Linked DNA regions of Danio rerio: region 1 is linked to region 2. The links are chromatin contacts, called in public Micro-C maps. All regions are on one chromosome and are shown on one strand. Each heading gives the region's core, a stretch centred on a gene start, on an enhancer-like site or on the middle of the called end of the contact. The rest is flanking DNA. Distances are from core to core; before and after follow the strand shown.

Region 1 (3,489 bases), core at 459-2,958, 740 kb after region 2:
AAATAAAAATGTTAAAATGTGTTTACAACAAAAATTATTTGGGATATATACATTTTTGCCTGTTTCTTTCTATCTATCTATCTATCTATACACACGCACACATATATACACTAACCGGCCACTTTATTAGGTACACCTTACTAGTACTGGGTTGGACCCCTTTTGCCTTCAGAACTGCCTTAATCCTTCATGGCGTAGATTCAACAAGATACTGGAAATATTCCTCAGAGATTTTGCTCCATATTGTCATGATAGCATCACACAGTTGCTGCAGATTTGTCGGCTGCACATCCATGATGCCAATCTCCCGTTCCACCACATCCCAAAGCTGCTCTATTGGATTGAGCTCTGGTGACTGTGGAGGCCATTTGAGTACAGTGAACTCATCGTCATGTTCAAGAAACCAGTCTGAGATGATTGAGCTTTATGACATGCTGCGTTATCCTGCTGGAAGTAGCCGTCAGAAGATGGAGACACTGTGCTCATAAAGGGATGGACATGGTCAGCAGCAATGCTCAGGTAGGCTGTGGCGTTGATGCTCAATTGGTACTAATGGACCCAAAGAAAATCTCCCCCACACCATTACACCACCACCAGCAGCCTGAACCGCTGATATAAGGCAGGATGATCCATGCTTTCATGTTGTTGAGGCCAAATTCTGACCCGAGCATCTGAATGTGTCAGCAGAAATGGAGACTCATCAGAGCAGCAACGTTTCTCCAATCTTCTATTGTCCAGTTTTGGTGAGTCTGTGTGAATTGTAGCCTCAGTTTCCTGTTCTTAGCTGACAGGAGCGGCACCCGGTGTGCTCTTCTGCTGCTGTAGCCCATCCGCCTCAAGGTTGGACGTGTTGTGTGTTCAGAGATGCTCTTCTGCAGAGCTCGGTTGTAACGAGTGCTTATTTGAGTTACTGTTGCCTTTCTATCAGCTGGAACCAGTCTGGCCATTCTCCTCTGACCTCTGGCATCAACAAGGCATTTGCGCCCACAGAACTGCCGCTCACTGGATATTTCCTCTTTGTCGGAGCATTCTCTGTAAACCCTAGAGATGGTTGTGCGTGAAAATCCCAGTAGATCAGCAGTTTCTGAAATACTCAGAGCAGCCCGTCTGGCAGCAACAACCATGCCACGTTCAAAGTCACTTAAATCCTCTTTCTTCCCCATTCTGATCCTCGCTTTGAACTGCAGCAGATCGTCTTGATCATGTCTACATGCCTAAATGCATTGAGCTGCTGCCATGTGATTGGCTGATTGGAAATTTGCGTTAGCAAGCAACTTGGACAGGTGTACCTAATAAAGTGGCCGGTGAGTGTATCATAATATATTATCTTTCTATATTTTTTAATATATGATTTTTTTTTATAAAACAGGGAAAATTAGTGTATGCATATTATGTAAAAAAGTAGAAAAACGAATAATGTGGTAGAAATGTGCTTGATTTCTGTATTGTTGTGGGCTTTGTCTTCCAACAAACTGTGGATATTCCCATCAAATTGAAAATGAAAGCACAACACAGCACTGCATAACAGCTTGCTAAAACACACTAAAAGCATTGCACGGTGTTTTAAAGGGAGTGTTAAAGTTCGGTTTGTTGTTAACGCGCGCCCTCTGGCGGAGGATCAGCTGACATCTTCACATGACGCTGGAGACTTCACGTGACACCAGCAGTCACATGACAAGCAGAAGGCAAAAACAGGAAGAAACGCTTTCTGGCAGTGAAGTAAGAGCCTGTTTAATCCTTATAAATCTATTTGTTTCCATTGTATACATGTTGTATTTGCGTGTATTTGTAGATAAATGTAGCCACATGTAAAGCGGAAGTGAACAGCACGTGTCATGCATGAAGTCGTGTTTGTCTCAGAGCATCCACATGAGTGAGAAACACACTGGAAGACTCGTTATTTACTGTTTGGTCATTTTATGTAAACGCTTTACAGAAGCAGCATTTAAAACGAGGCTTTTGTGTGTGTGTGTGTGTGTGTGTGTGTGTGTGTGTGTGTGTGTGTGTGTGTGTGTGTGTGTGTGTGTGTGTGTGTGTGTGTGAGTGTGTGTGTGTGTGATAGCACCTCTAATATGCGCTTATTGATGAGGAATCTCCAGCTTAATCTAAATGAATGCAATGTAATAGTTCGTGCATGGAAAGCATCGCATTTATACACATGATCTGTGTTTGTACATATATTATAACACTGTTAAAATAAAGATAACAATGTTAGGAAGCTTAAATATAAGCTCACAAACGTAAATACATTCAAGCGTAATGTTAAAAGTAATACTAAAATATATTACTAAATATATAATACTAATATTTTAAGCAACATAAAAACCCTACTGAAAAAAACAGCTTAAACCAGCCTAGGCTGGTTGGCTGGTTTTAGCTGGTCGACCAGGCTGGTTTTAGAGGGGTTTTGGCCATTTCCAGGCTGGTTTCCAGCCATTTCCAGCCTGGTCTTAGCTGGTCAGGCTGGGAGATGACCAGCTAAAACCAGCTTGACCAGCCTAGCCAGGCTGGGAGCCCAGCCAAAACCAGCTATGTCCAGGTTAAACCAGTCTGGTCAAGCTGGTTTTAGCTGGATTTTGCTGGTCAGTTTCCAGCTAAGACCAGGCTGGAAAGCAGCCTGGAAATGACCAAAACCCCTCTAAAACCAGCCTGGTCGACCAGCTAAAACCAGCTTACCAGCCTAGGCTGGTTTAAGCTGGATTTTTTCTGCAGGGAATACATGAAGTAAATTTTAAATAATATGAATAAATGATAATCAAATTATTAGGTATTTTTGAAAAGGTATTTCGTTATTGTGCTAAAGCGTTGATGGTATATGCCGAGCTTGTGTTGTTCCCATACTGATAAACTTCCCGTGATCTGGAACTTTTTTTCATTTTATACGGTTCCTTTCACAGCACCGATGTTGTAATGTAATTAAAATACAACCAGTTAAATAAACTTTGGGGTTCATTTAGTTGCTCAAGTGTAAACGGGACATAAAGCCGTAGGGTTTTTGGGTTTGTACTGGATACCTAATGCTGAGATTTTGCTCTGTCTGTCTGTCTGTCTTGTGTGTTGCAGTGTGTGTGATGGCGTCTGCGGTGGAGAGAACAGATGATCTGGTGAGAGAGTACCTGATCTACCGAGGCTTCACCAGCACACTCAAACACCTGGACTCCGAGATCAAAACAGACAAGGAGAAGGGCTTCAGGGTCAGTGTGTGTGTAAGCGCGTGTGTTCAAGCAGGCATGTGTGTGAGAGTATGTGTGTGTGTGTGTGAGCAAAAATGTGTGTATGTGAGTGAGTGTGGGTGCATGCGTCCATATGTGTAAGGGTGCATGCGAGCCAGTGTGGGAGTGTGTGTACGTACGTACGTACGTGCGTGCGTGTGTGTGTGTGTTCAAGCGAGCATGTGTGTGAGAGTGTGTGTGTGTATGTGTGAGCAAAAATGCGTGTATGTGAGTGAGTGTGGGTGCATGCGTCCATGTGTGTAAGCGTGCATGCGAG
Region 2 (3,717 bases), core at 1,142-3,641:
TAATTATTGTTATACAGTGTCATAAAAATATGCCGCTATGTTAATGAGCATATTGCACTCGGTCTAGACTTTACCGCCAACTCAAAGGTTACCATAGGCCAACCTAGTTTGGGCATCTCTGCTTTAAACTTTCAATAATAAGGTAATAAAAAGTAACGCAAAAGTAAGTTAAAAGTAACGTAACGCCATACTTATCATAAAAAGTAACTAAGTAACGCAACTAGTTACTTGTTTGGGTAGTAACTCAATATTTACTTTCAAAAGTAACTCACCCCAACACTAGTTGTGAGTTCAATAGACTTGACTTTTCCTTCACAACTCGGGGAGAAAAGTCGATTTATATTTTGTATTTTTTTATTTTATTTTATTTTTCACAGTTGTTTCCCTTGTGTCTCTTGTACTTGCATGTCTAAAACACAATCTCACAGTTCTGAGGAGGGAGACGTCACATTAGGCATATAATTCGCAAATATAAGCAGCTATATCTTTCACATTTACCTTTGAAATGTAAATTTAAAAAGCTTTCTCACAATTCTGACTCTATCTCTCTCAAATTGTAAGTTTATATCTTGAAAATGTGACTTTCCCCCTAATCTGTTCATCACCTCGCAGTTCTGAGTTCATATGCCGCCATTTTGACTCGCGATTCATAAATTCTCTATGGCGAGAAAGCCAGAATAGTGAGCAAATATATGGATTCACCTTTAGTTTATAATTTGTTCTTTCTCAGAAAAAAAGCTTCAATAATAAACAAACCGTGCTCGTTGCTCGTCTGGTTCAGTGCGATTAATGACAGCAGGATTAAATGCTTCAGAGTGTTGATTCTGCTCATGTTTTGCTTACGTTAATAATCGCAGTATCACCATGGAAACACAATGTCTAGAAGGGATACTTCTAAATACTTCTAATTTAGCATCATGTTTGTACAACAATTATATATATTTAACGTTAATAAAATACAATTTAATGAGAAATGGAATAAATAATATAAATAATTATCGTTATAATAACCATTTGCATTACTATGAGGGTTGGGGTATTCGTTAGTAAAATATTTAATAGGTAAATTAATAAATAATTATCGTTATAGCAACTGTTTTTACGAAACAGGTTAAAGTAGGGGTAGACGTTAATAAAATACAATTTAATGGGTAATATAATGAATAATATAAATAATTATCGTTATAATAACTGTTTGTACATTTACAGTGAGTGTTTAGGGGTAGACAGACGTTCATGGAAACTTTATAAATGATACAAATAATTGTCGTTGACTTCCGGCCGCAGCTGTATCCCTTCTACCAACAAACCACATTTTTCAGCGCACATTCAGAAGAAATACAATACACATCATTTAATTATTAATTTTTAATTATTTTACTTTATTATTTTATATATTTTATTTTATTATTTTTTCATGTTCGTTGTTTTTGTTCTGAATAAATTCGGACACTTGTTTATAAAAACATCCACAATAAAATAAACAAATACTCTGCTGTGAGCAACGAAAAGAAAAATGCTAAATTAATTTTAAAAACCATATAGATATGTTTTTAAATTAATTATTTCTCATTATTTATGGAGTCCTTTAATCGTAATTTTAATTGCGCAGTAAAAAACAGTTTTACTCATTTTACACAGGAATGTGACATTTAAGTGCACTATTACGTTTTTCTTTTCTTTTTCACTCTTTTATAACACGTTTTAACACATGTTAATCTGTTTTATCTGTTTTAATCATTTGAAATAATTTAAATAATTTTTATTTTCTTGTTTCTTTTATTCTTGTTTATGTAAAGCGCTTTGAATTACCATTATGTGTGAAATGTGCTGTAGAAATAACCTCGCCTTGCCTTAATTAAGGAATAATAAAGCGAAACAACTATGCTTAATTTTAAAAGGCTTACAATTACCTTTTGCATGTAGCTGAATCATGTCATATTACATTTTCATTTTATTGTTGTACTCCTTTTCTGTTATTGCTTATGTGTGTTCATTGATATACGTATACATGCAATTAAAAATATAATAATTAAAAAACAATTACGACAGTTGCAATGCTTTGCGACACCTCACGAACGATTCCAGTGACGTCGCTTGCAGAGTCCTCTGTGATTGGTCAGTTTCGTATCCTCCGTCATCACTACACAGGAAGCGTGTTCCGGTAAAAGCGTCGTGCCGCGCCGAATGCTCGGTGATTTTGCTCGATTTGTCCGGTTAGCGGTGATTGATTAATCGCGGTGATCAGCGGCTCGTTCCCGGTGTGCTGGAGTCATGGTCGGGGTCAAGGTGATCGGGAATGACTCGGATTTCCAGGCGGAGCTCAGCGGAGCGGGTTCCAGACTGACCGTGGTGAAGTTCACCATGAGCGGGTGAGTGAGCGAGAGAGAGTGTGTGTGTGAGGCCGCTGGTTCATTCAGATCACACACACACACACACACACACACACACACACACACACACACACACACACACACACACACACACACACACACACACACACACACATTTACTAAGACTGACCGGAGGACGAAAACACAACACAAAAACACCGACATGACTTAGCAAATCAGACACACACGAGAACACAACAACACCGGCATGACTTAGCAAAACACACACACACACACACACACACACACACACACACACACACACACACACACACACACACACACCTGACTGGAGGACGAGAACAAAACACAACCACCCTGACATGACTTAGCATAACACACACATACACACCACCTGACTGAAGGATGAGAACACAACAACACCGACATGACTTAGTAAACACACACGCACACACACATACAGGAGGACGAGAACACAACCGACAGGACTTAGCATAACACACACACACACACACACACACACCCGACCAAAAAACCAGAACACAACACAACCCTGACATGATATTGCAAAACACACACACATACAGAAGATCGTGAACACAACACAAAACCGACATGACTAAGCATAACACACACACACACACACCTGACTGAAGGACAAAACACAACACAACAACACCGACATGACTTAGTAAACATATACACACACATACAGGAGGACGGGAACACAACGATCTTGACATGACTTAACATAACACACACACACACCTGACCGAAGGACAAAAACACAACACTGGCATGACTTAGTAAACACACACACATACAACTGCACGAGAACACAACACAACAATCTTGACATGACTCAACACACACACTTGACCAAAGGACCACAACACAACACTGACTGACATGATATTGCAAAACACACACACACACACACACACCTGACTGGTGGACGAGAACACAACAACACTCGGATAACTTTGTAAACACACACACAGGAGGACGAGAACACAACAGAACAGCACCGACCTGAATTGGCAAACACACATCAGCGTGTTAACAATAGCTCAAAACAACAACAATTGAGATTTATTTTTCACCAAATCACTTTGGGAATATACTTGTTTTGCCCGTGTTTAACACGACACCCAGGCAAACCTTTCAAATGTTGAAATATTACGATAATTATTTCATTTTCATTTAATTATGCCGCATAATTCTAAGTTGTATGTATCTACAATTTGAAAATAAAGTACCACTGTGTTTAATTGATTTATTAGCTGTAGGTTTGAGTAAAATGTTAATGTTTTTGTTTTATTCTGTGAAAGTCTGATAAAGATTAATCCAAAATTCAAATAAA

The links. Hi-C and Micro-C count contacts between places; a contact is called where the count stands out from the background.
Region 1: a Micro-C map of caudal fin shows a contact between it and region 2, with 4 times the contacts expected there. The contact joins the promoter of wdr91 here to the promoter of LOC141379941 in region 2. A contact is called at or near these places in 2 of 18 Hi-C or Micro-C datasets (caudal fin and hematopoietic stem cells) and 1 of 4 datasets of contacts at active chromatin or transcription factors (embryo).

What each region holds. Positions count from the first base shown.
Region 1 is chr21:2,102,831-2,106,319 of GRCz12tu, forward strand. It overlaps wdr91 (WD repeat domain 91), which reads left to right and starts at 1,709. Exons shown (of 16, transcript NM_205605.1): 1 at 1,709-1,719; 2 at 3,064-3,194. The coding sequence starts at 1,719.
Region 2 is chr21:1,364,208-1,367,924 of GRCz12tu, forward strand. LOC141379941 reads right to left here and starts at 2,392. Exons shown (of 4, transcript XM_073935671.1): 1 at 1,914-2,392. The coding sequence starts at 1,935. txnl1 (thioredoxin-like 1) reads left to right here and starts at 2,119. Exons shown (of 8, transcript NM_201138.2): 1 at 2,119-2,372. The coding sequence starts at 2,275.